Regions from separate parts of the Mus musculus genome. Here all the other regions are linked to region 1. The links are chromatin contacts, called in public promoter capture Hi-C maps. All regions are on one chromosome and are shown on one strand. Each heading gives the region's core, a stretch centred on a gene start, on an enhancer-like site or on the middle of the called end of the contact. The rest is flanking DNA. Distances are from core to core; before and after follow the strand shown.

Region 1 (2,848 bases), core at 88-2,587:
CAGCTGGGAACTGTAATTTCTTCTTCACATTCCTGGCTGTTGTTCTCGGCAAGATCTCTAACGATGAAATGCCTGAGCAGGACAACTCAGCATCAGATACAGTTCCCGACTGTGATTCTTGGCTTGAATCTCTTTGAGAATTAGCCTTATTTCTGCTGCTTCTCTCTGTGGAAGGTACAACCATAGAAACCCCTGAAACATGAGACTCTGCTTCAGAAACAACAACTTCATCAGCAGATGCATGCTGAGGGGCTACTTTCTGCCTTTTCCTAACAGTGGACTTTGAGGTGGAAGCAATTACGATCTGCCGTTTCCTAGTTACTCTTACAATGGGCTCTTGGTCCTCTAACACAGAAGTAACCCCAGAAGTGTGGGACTCCGTTTCAGAAGCCTCGTCATCAGAAATAAGCACAATGATCTCCGCTGGGCCTGTGGTTCTGCTGCTGCTGCGTGAGTGCTGTTTCTCAGCAGGCTGCGATTCAGCTGTGCTGCCATCGGATCCCGATTCCTTTGTGCTTTCTAGATGTGTCCCAATTCTCCGAGGAGCAGACCTCTGAAAACCAAAACAAACACAATATAGTGTAGATAGGGCAGGGACAAGGGTAAAGGTGGCATGGCCTAAGGAACAAAACTCAAGAAGGTACAAAACGAAGACAAACTCACGATAAGATATTTCTTTTACTTGCCTCATCCTAGGCTTCAGAAAGCAGAACTAAAAAAACTTTCTCTACTTAAAGAAAGAGGAGGTAAATTTTAAATCATTTATAGAAGCGCAGGGAGGGGGGGGAGTTGAATACTAATTGAGCACGTGTTTAGGAGTGTGTAAGGTAATCCGATACTTGCCTGGATTTCTACAACAGGAAAGGGCTGCTCTATAGCCCTTACCACACAATCTAAAGAGCATAGCACCAGAAGACAACCAGAGGCTCTGAGTGACGCCACCGCCGCCCTTCAGTTGCCGGAGGGGTTAGTGCTCGGCCATGCCAGTCTCTCCACGTGAAAACGGTGCTCCTCCTATCCCCCAAACCAGGCTTGGTCGAGGTGGCGGGCATTAACTTTCCCCGGTACTGTCCTAACAGTAAACTTAAAAGGCCTCGCCTGCGCAGGGCACGCTACCGAAACTCCCGTAAGAGCCCTGAAAGACCCCCAGGTCCGAGCCAGTCCGGCGCAGTACCACGCGCGACCCGCTCGGTTCCTCGTCGCTCTCCTCCGCCCTGCCGAGCCGCTCTGCTCAGCGGCGAGGAGACCCGGAGAACCTGAGACCCAGCTCACCTTCTGCTGGGAGCTTTCTTGGAGCCTGGTCCGGGAGAGCCCGGACCTGGTGACCACCATCTTTCCGACTCCGGATTCCCGGCAGCCAGCGCGGCTTCCTCTGTTCCGACGCTTCGGAAGTGCGTCGAAACAGGAACTCGCTTAGGTTTCCCTGCGGAAACCGCGGCTCGGGAGAATCGTTCCTTCCCCGGCTCCACTGCAGTTCTGGCCAGCGGTCTCCGCCATCGGACTAGTGCGGGTCAGCGGGGGGTGGGGGGGTGGGGTGTGTGTGTTGGGGGGGGGGGGGGGCAAAAGCAGCTCCGCCTCCAGTTCCCAGCTCGTCCGCTGTGCGGTCCTCAGCGAGGAGGACCTCCTCGCCGTTTAACACAAAATGGGAAGTCGCATCATTTACTCTGCTTTCCATCCCCCTCACCCCCCACCCCCGTGCAGTAATTGTGAGATCTTTGGCGTAAGTCTTTACGGAAGCCAAAGGAGACTTTATTTAGTCCTTTTAGAAAACAGTATTTTAATAACTTAATAAATGAGATTCCGATATTTGATTGGGATACAAGGATGTATGTTAAATGCACCCAAGTTTTCGGAGAATAATTAGAAAGCTGTGGGATTTAACTAAAATGTCTCGGGATTTGAAGTACGCCTTTTTTTTTTTTTTTTTTTTTTTTTTTTTTTTTTTTAAATAAAAAAGGTGAAAGACGTTGTGAAGGACGGGGATTAAAGTTTTTTGTTTTTTTACAATGGAAGTAAGAGACTAGCCAGAATCAAAAGAGTTTTAGGATTTTTGTTTTGAGACAAGATCTCTCTACATGGCCCTGGCTGCCCTAGAACTCACTATTTAGACCAGCCTGATCCTGAACTCACAGATATCCATCTGCCTCCCAAGTGTTGGGATCCATGGGCCACAGCACCTGGCTGAGGTGTTTTAGTTTTTGTTTTGTTGGATGAAAGATGGAGAACTAGAATATGTTGAAAGGCTACAAAGGAATCGAGGAGGGGGTAAAGGAATTAGTGTTGGAAGCAAGAAAAAAAAAAGGGGGGGTTCGTTTTCCTTCACTTTTTAACACAAAATTTTTCCTAAAAACCTATCTTTCCATGGATACATTACTTCTACATTAAATTGCTCTCCTTGGAGCCAGGTATACGTAGTAACCAACTTTTGATTGTTAGATGTTGTCTTAAAACACTAGCCTCATGCTTACTTAGTAAAATAGGGTTTTTTTTTGTTTTTGTTTTCCTGGAGAACTGTGGTCTCTGGTTTCCACACAGCCATTGTGTGCCCTGAGGAAACAGCCTATCTTTAGGAGTGAGAGAACAAGAAAGTGAAGAACAAGAAAACGAGTTCCTGCGCATTTGTGGAACTTGAAGACAAGAATCTTCAAGCTCTTGACAGGCTGGGCTTAGTGAAAAACCCTATGACAAGTGCGGGCTGTTACTTTTCAGTTTAGGCTTTAAAGGGTTCTTCTATCTTGTTCTTTCTGGGGGAGGTACTGATCTTCCATGTATTTTTATTATGCATTTTAAAAAAAGATTTATTTATTTATTTATATCAGTACACTGTAGTTGTCTTCAGCCGCACCAG
Region 2 (2,848 bases), core at 211-2,710, 990 kb before region 1:
AAGGAGCTAAAAAAAAAGCCTTTCATATGTGGGTAGTCATAAACAATCACAAATATAACAGTCCCATCTTGACTCTATTCAGAGCCCAAATGCCAATTAGCTTTACACTTTATGTTTCCATGTTTTGCTAAAACAGATATCTCCTAGAGAGGTTTTTAAAAGATACTTTTGTTTATTTGGTTGGTTGGTTTCTGCAGAGACAAGGTTTCCCTTGTAGTCCTTGCTGTCCTGAACTTACTCTGTAGACCAGGCTAGCCTCGAACTCAAAGAGATCTGCCTGCCTCTGACTCCCCAATGCTGGGATTAAAGGTGTGTGCCACCATGTCTGGCTTTCAAAAAAACATTTGTTACAAGACAGGAGGTGCTCTGAAGCCTGGCAAAAGAATTATGATTTGTTTCCTATCTGCCCATGCAAAGCTTTGTGACACAGTAAACTGAAGAGGTTCTTTGGGCCTCAGTTTTCTGTTTTAGAAAATGAAGTGTCCAAAAGCCATATTAGTTGTGAAACCCTGATTCTCTAGTTTCTTTCCAGTTTCTCCATCAAGCATTTGGGTACCTCTCCTTTCTTTCTCGTTGCTGCGGTTTAAGGTAGTGGTTTAAGGTAAAGATTAGTAATACCTTCTAAGTAAGACGTGGGATCTCTTTATTCTGGAAATGGCATGCAAATTTCAAACGTGAAGACTAACATCCATGATTTAGCTTTGTTTTCATATTAAACCTTCAGCTTCCGAGTAGCAACCATGAGTATGATGAGGTCACTGTCTTGCTAACGGAGGACAGAAAGGCAGACAAAGGTCTCTAGTTCACTGTGTTCCTGACAACACTTTCCCTCCTCCCACTGCGCCTAGAGAGACGTGGCAGTCGCTTGGCCCCGTGCAGCCCAGAGCCTTCAGAAGACCGCACCGGCGCACCCACGCAGCAGCTGCGGAAGGGGAGCGGGACAGCGATGCTCACAGCAGGGGACTGGAAGCCGCCCAGCCCTCTTCCCTGGTCCTGGGAGGAATTCGCTTCCTCACCCTTCTCTGCCACGTCAAACTTCCTCACCCAGTACACCAAGTTGCAGAAACCTGACTCAGCTGCAAGCGGCGACATGGCAGAGAGCCACTTGGCACAAACCGGCCTCGAATCCAAACCCCGAGCGCTCGGATTCTACAAAGACACCCTTCCCCTTCCACTGTCACCCGGGACAAGTTCGCGTTTCCCTCTAATGATGTCCCGGAGCTGAACACTGTAGTTGCCATTTTCCCTCGGAATATTTCCAGCCCTCTCCTCCTCCGGGAACCAGAGAGCCAAGTTGATGGGGAGTCGCGGTGCAGCCGCGTGTGGACGCTCCGCACCCTCAGCCCGAACCTGCTGTACCTGTGGCTCCCCTTCCTCCCCACCCTCCTCCCTGCGCCCTGCGCCCCGCGTCTGCCGTACCTGCTCTGCACGCTCCGCGCCCCGCGCCGCCGCCGCCGAGTCGCTCTGGGTTGCTAGTGCCACGTCAGGCGCCCGGGCGCGCGCGCGTGCTGGACCCGCTCGCTCCCGCGGCGCGCCCTGGCGGGGGCGGGGCCGCACCTCCCACTGCGGTCTCGCGCCTCTTTCCGGGTCTTTTCCTCTAAGCTTTTCCTTCGCGAGGCCCCGCCTCCTCCAATTTGTCAAAGATCCTCCGGAGCCGGTGGCAGGGGACTTGGGTGGGGTGAGGAGGGCGCGCTCTGGGTTCAACAGGTGGCACTGAATCGCTGCGCTGCGCTCGCCTTACTGGAAGCGACGCGTGTCGGGGAGTGCTCAGTGGCCAGAGGAATCTGGCGCGTGGACAGACAATTTGATGACGTCTTCCAGCACAACCACAGAAGGAAGGAAGGCCCACGACAGCCTGGTTCTGTGTGAAACGAGACGCTCAGCTGAGGTGTCCTCAAGGAAGCAAAGGGTTGCAGGACCTCCGTGGGCTTGCCCACTTAACTGGGTGTGCCCCACCCACAAACAGGAACTGGCCTGTGTCAAAGGTAGATAACTTTTAGCTCACCTTTGGACAGAAACAGTTGAGAAACACCTATTTGGCCCTAAAATCAGGACCAATAGGCCACACTCCAAAAATGTCTCACTATCAGAGAGAAAGTATGAGTTCAGTCCGCAGCCGAGCTGCGAGTTTGGGGAATCTATGAAAGTTTTATGAAATAAAAGCAGCCTAGTGATTTTGCCCTCACTGTGTGCCTCCTTCTGAGGAACCAGAAATAAAAGCTCCCTAAAGCTTGACTAATCAAAAGCTACCTGAGTAACTTTTCCTGTTGCTGTGATAAAATACTCTGGCAACCACAACTAAAAGGAGAAAATGTTTATTTTGGTCCACAGTTCAAGGGAGTAATCCATCTTGATGCGGTAGCTTGAGGCAGCTGATCACTATGCGGGCACAGTCAGGAAAGCAGAGAGCAATCAGTGCTTGTGTCTGGCTCTTTTTATGCAGTCCAGGATGCCAGTCCAGGGAATGATGTCCCACACACTGGGCGGGTCTTCTCAGCTCAATCCATCTATGCTCAATATAGATCCTCTCAGACCTGCCAGGTCTTCTTTTAGAATTATCATTATCAAGACATGTTGTTGTTGTTGTTTGAGACAGGGTTTCTCTTTGTAGCCTTTGCTGTCCTGGAACTCACTCTCTAGACCAGGCTGGCCTCAAACTCAGCAATCCACCTGCTTCTGCCTCCCAAGTGCTAGGATTAAGGACATGAGCCACCATCACCCACAGTATTAGGAATTTTGAGGCAACTGTGTCAACTGTTTATCACTAAAAAAGAAACCAATTTAAAGGGTAATAATTTGCATTGTCTCAGTCTCTAAGGTTTCAGTCCTAAGTCATCTTGCTGAACTG
Region 3 (2,848 bases), core at 205-2,704, 740 kb after region 1:
CGTAATCATCACAGTAAATATAAATATACATGCTGTGTGTATTTAAGCCTCTCCATCCATCGGTTCTGGTACTAATTTGTTTGAGATGCTGTGGCTAAACTGTGCTCTTTCTGTAGTTGTGCAAATGTCTACTTGAAGGGGGGACTCTAGGGGATGAATTCAGGGCCCCCTGGAAATCCAGCTACTCGTTCTGAGAAGCCTGCATTCAGGAATGTTCTGAGAGCTAAGAGTGAGAAGGAAGATAATTAGCCTGGAAGGGATTCCTCCCCGCACAGCAGAGATCCATTAAGGATCATTACCCTCTAACCACTCCCTGGTTATTTTTTAATATAATATTTGTACTATCTTTTACTATTTCTATACATACATGCAATATATCCTGATGCTATTCGCCTCTAACTTCCACCGAATTACTCACACAAGTCTCTGAGAACATCCCAAAAGAGGAAGCAGAAAGATTGTAATAGCCAAAGGTCGGAGAGGACCAGAGCGAAATAATATCTTCTGAAACATGACGGGACCTCTGCACTTAGTGGGCTAGCAGCCTGACGGTGTGGAGGGGCAGGTAGATGGGTTGGGGCAGAGAAAGGGGACCGAGAAGGAAAGTCCTCCGCAGCCCTTTTTAAAACTCCTCACCTCAGCAGCGCTTTGGTGCCCACCTGAATGTTGAAGAGAAAACTGTTCTTGCCAGGGACATTCACACTGGATGTGCTTCAAAGGGTGCCCACTGGAAAATCAGATGATGATGCAAAGAGGAGGGAAGTGAGCACCCCACACACAAAAGGGAGAGAAAGAGACCTACTGATAGACAGACAGAGAGAGAGAGAGGAGAGAGGAGAAAGACAGGAGAGAGAGAGAGAGAGAGAGAGAGAGAGAAAGAGAGAGAGAGAGAGAGAGGGAGGGAGGGAGGGAGGGAGGGAGGGAGGGGGAGAGGAAGAGGGAGAGGGAAGGAGGGAGGAAGAGAGAGAGAAAGGAGAGAGAGAGAGACAGGAGAGAGAGAGAGAGAGAGAGAGAGAGAGAGAGAGAGAGAGAGAGAGAGATATTAAATCAGTCCTCTGAGGGCTTTGTGTTCCTGGGACTCACGCTGGAGAAGATTCAGCCTTATAGAAATAGCAGCTGGAATGATAGACACTGAGCCCCTTGACAGAGTGTCGCCATTGCTGTCTGATCTTAGCTCAAGGATGACAACAGATTGCAACTTGATGCGCCTGGAAGAGAACTGGTGAACCTTTCAGGGCAGGATTCGGCACACACAAAGCACCACTTACCTGTGTGTGACACACCCCTGCAAGCTCCCCGCCCTCAGGAATGATCCCTGAGGCCTCACTTCTAACTCCAGGCGCTGGCAACGGGCCCAGGCGTCGCACAGTGGTCAGGAGCACTTCCTGGGAACCGGTGCTGCGCAGGTGCCACCCCCGCTCCCAGCAGGTCCTCCCAGCCTAAAGCCACCACGGAAAGGGCGTGTCTAGGGGACCAGCGCCCTGGACCTCTAGGAGGCGCTGAGCCCTGCTCGCCCTGCCGCCCCTCCTGGGCCACTTGGCCCGGTCGCCGCACCTCTGTCCCGTGTGCAAGGCGACCACCGCCGCCGCCAATCCCAGATGCCGGGTACCATGCAGTGCTTGGGCGCCGAGTACCTGGTAAGAGCGACAACTTGAGTCCTGAGAGAAGCGGCCTCTGCGGGCACCTACCTGCACAGACAGGACGCTTCCGGCTCCTCTGTCCTTTGGGAGATAAACCACTTTCTCTCAGTGACACCGCTCCTTTAAAGACACCTGGCACTGAGGACCCAGTACCTGACACAAGTGTTGGGCTGAGGCCAGGAAGGCGCAAGGGACTAGGGGGTGAGGGGTGTCTTACCTCTAGTAAGAACTTGGCCCCCGGGGGGGTTTCACATCCATCCTGCAGAGAGCTGATCTTCCCCAGTGATAGAGTTGAGTTGCTTTAGCAGCCTTTGGAGAGGTTTCGGTTCGGTTGATTTCACCTAACTGTTTCTCTTGCTTTTCTCAACTCTCCGTTTTCCTGGAAGGTTTCTGCAGAGAAAACAAGGCAAAGAGAATGGCGACCCCAAATTTATAGAAAATGCACCGATACACCGTGGCTAGTCTTGTTCTTTCTCTTTTGGACTGGTTTGGTAAGTATGGCTGCTTGGCAGGCCTAAATCCCGGGTGTGTGTCCAGATACAAGTGTGTCTTAGACGTTACTGGTTTAAAGTTTATGCTGCAAGGACAAACTTCTGTGATTGGTTTAGAATGACCATGAGTTAAGAAATTCTTGTTCTGGGATTTCACAATCTCCTAAACTCTCTGGGAAGACTGCCTTCCTGCCGGAGACCAAGATTTATTGGGTAATTCCATTAGGATATGGAGAATCACAGCTTGCAGCAGTGCCTTTCTTCTTTGGCTTTGTAAGCTCTCAGAGTGGAAGTCCTTTTACATCATCCATACCCCTCAGTCAAGTATTTCTCAACATTTGCTGTTTTCTAGCATAGGAAAAAGTCAAGGTCTAGAAAGAGACTGCTTTTTTAAAAACTGTGTACACACAGAGTTATACACACACACACACACACATACATGCACGGCCTTGATCTACTGTGTTTAACTTGATGCAACCCCTCTCATAGCACACTTGTATACACGATCGATGGTAGACCCTACCAGACCCTGCCGTGACATCCGAGGAGTCTCTCAGAGCTGAGTCTTGACACTTATTCTTAGAGCTTCATTCACTTTGTTCAAAGGCTGTGCTAATGAAGTCACCCATGCCGGGTTGGGTCATGCTGTGTGCTGTATAGTTAATGATTCACTCAGGTTGCCCTATAATATCTACCTGATAGTAATTACCTTTGTTA

What was found. Promoter capture Hi-C pulls out the DNA fragments that hold promoters and counts their contacts. Capture Hi-C pulls out chosen DNA fragments and counts their contacts.
Region 2: a contact with region 1 is called in a promoter capture Hi-C map of liver, with 3 times the contacts expected there. The contact joins the promoter of Sec24d here to the promoter of Dnttip2 in region 1. A contact is called at or near these places in 3 of 39 promoter capture datasets (embryonic stem cells, hippocampal neurons and liver) and 1 of 115 datasets of contacts at active chromatin or transcription factors (bone marrow-derived macrophages).
Region 3: a promoter capture Hi-C map of adipose tissue shows a contact between it and region 1, with 2.1 times the contacts expected there. The contact joins the promoter of Slc44a3 here to the promoter of Dnttip2 in region 1. A contact is called at or near these places in 6 of 39 promoter capture datasets (the 3T3-L1 cell line, embryonic stem cells, hippocampal neurons and 2 more), 1 of 484 Hi-C or Micro-C datasets (cortical neurons) and 2 of 9 other capture datasets (adipose tissue and liver).

Annotation. Positions count from the first base shown.
Region 1 is chr3:122,272,903-122,275,750 of GRCm38.p6, reverse strand. Dnttip2 (deoxynucleotidyltransferase, terminal, interacting protein 2) reads right to left here and starts at 1,337. Exons shown (of 7, transcript NM_153806.1): 1 at 1,273-1,337; 2 at 1-553. The coding sequence starts at 1,332.
Region 2 is chr3:123,266,108-123,268,955 of GRCm38.p6, reverse strand. It overlaps Sec24d (Sec24 related gene family, member D (S. cerevisiae)), which reads right to left and starts at 1,460. Exons shown (of 23, transcript NM_027135.2): 1 at 1,420-1,460.
Region 3 is chr3:121,530,950-121,533,797 of GRCm38.p6, reverse strand. Slc44a3 (solute carrier family 44, member 3) reads left to right here and starts at 1,454. Exons shown (of 15, transcript NM_145394.3): 1 at 1,454-1,637; 2 at 2,027-2,131. The coding sequence starts at 1,599. It overlaps Gm38684 (a long non-coding RNA gene), which reads right to left and starts at 2,221. Exons shown (of 2, transcript XR_376017.4): 1 at 1,858-2,221; 2 at 1,334-1,721. A530020G20Rik (a long non-coding RNA gene) reads right to left here and starts at 854. Exons shown (of 2, transcript XR_867597.1): 1 at 660-854; 2 at 1-223.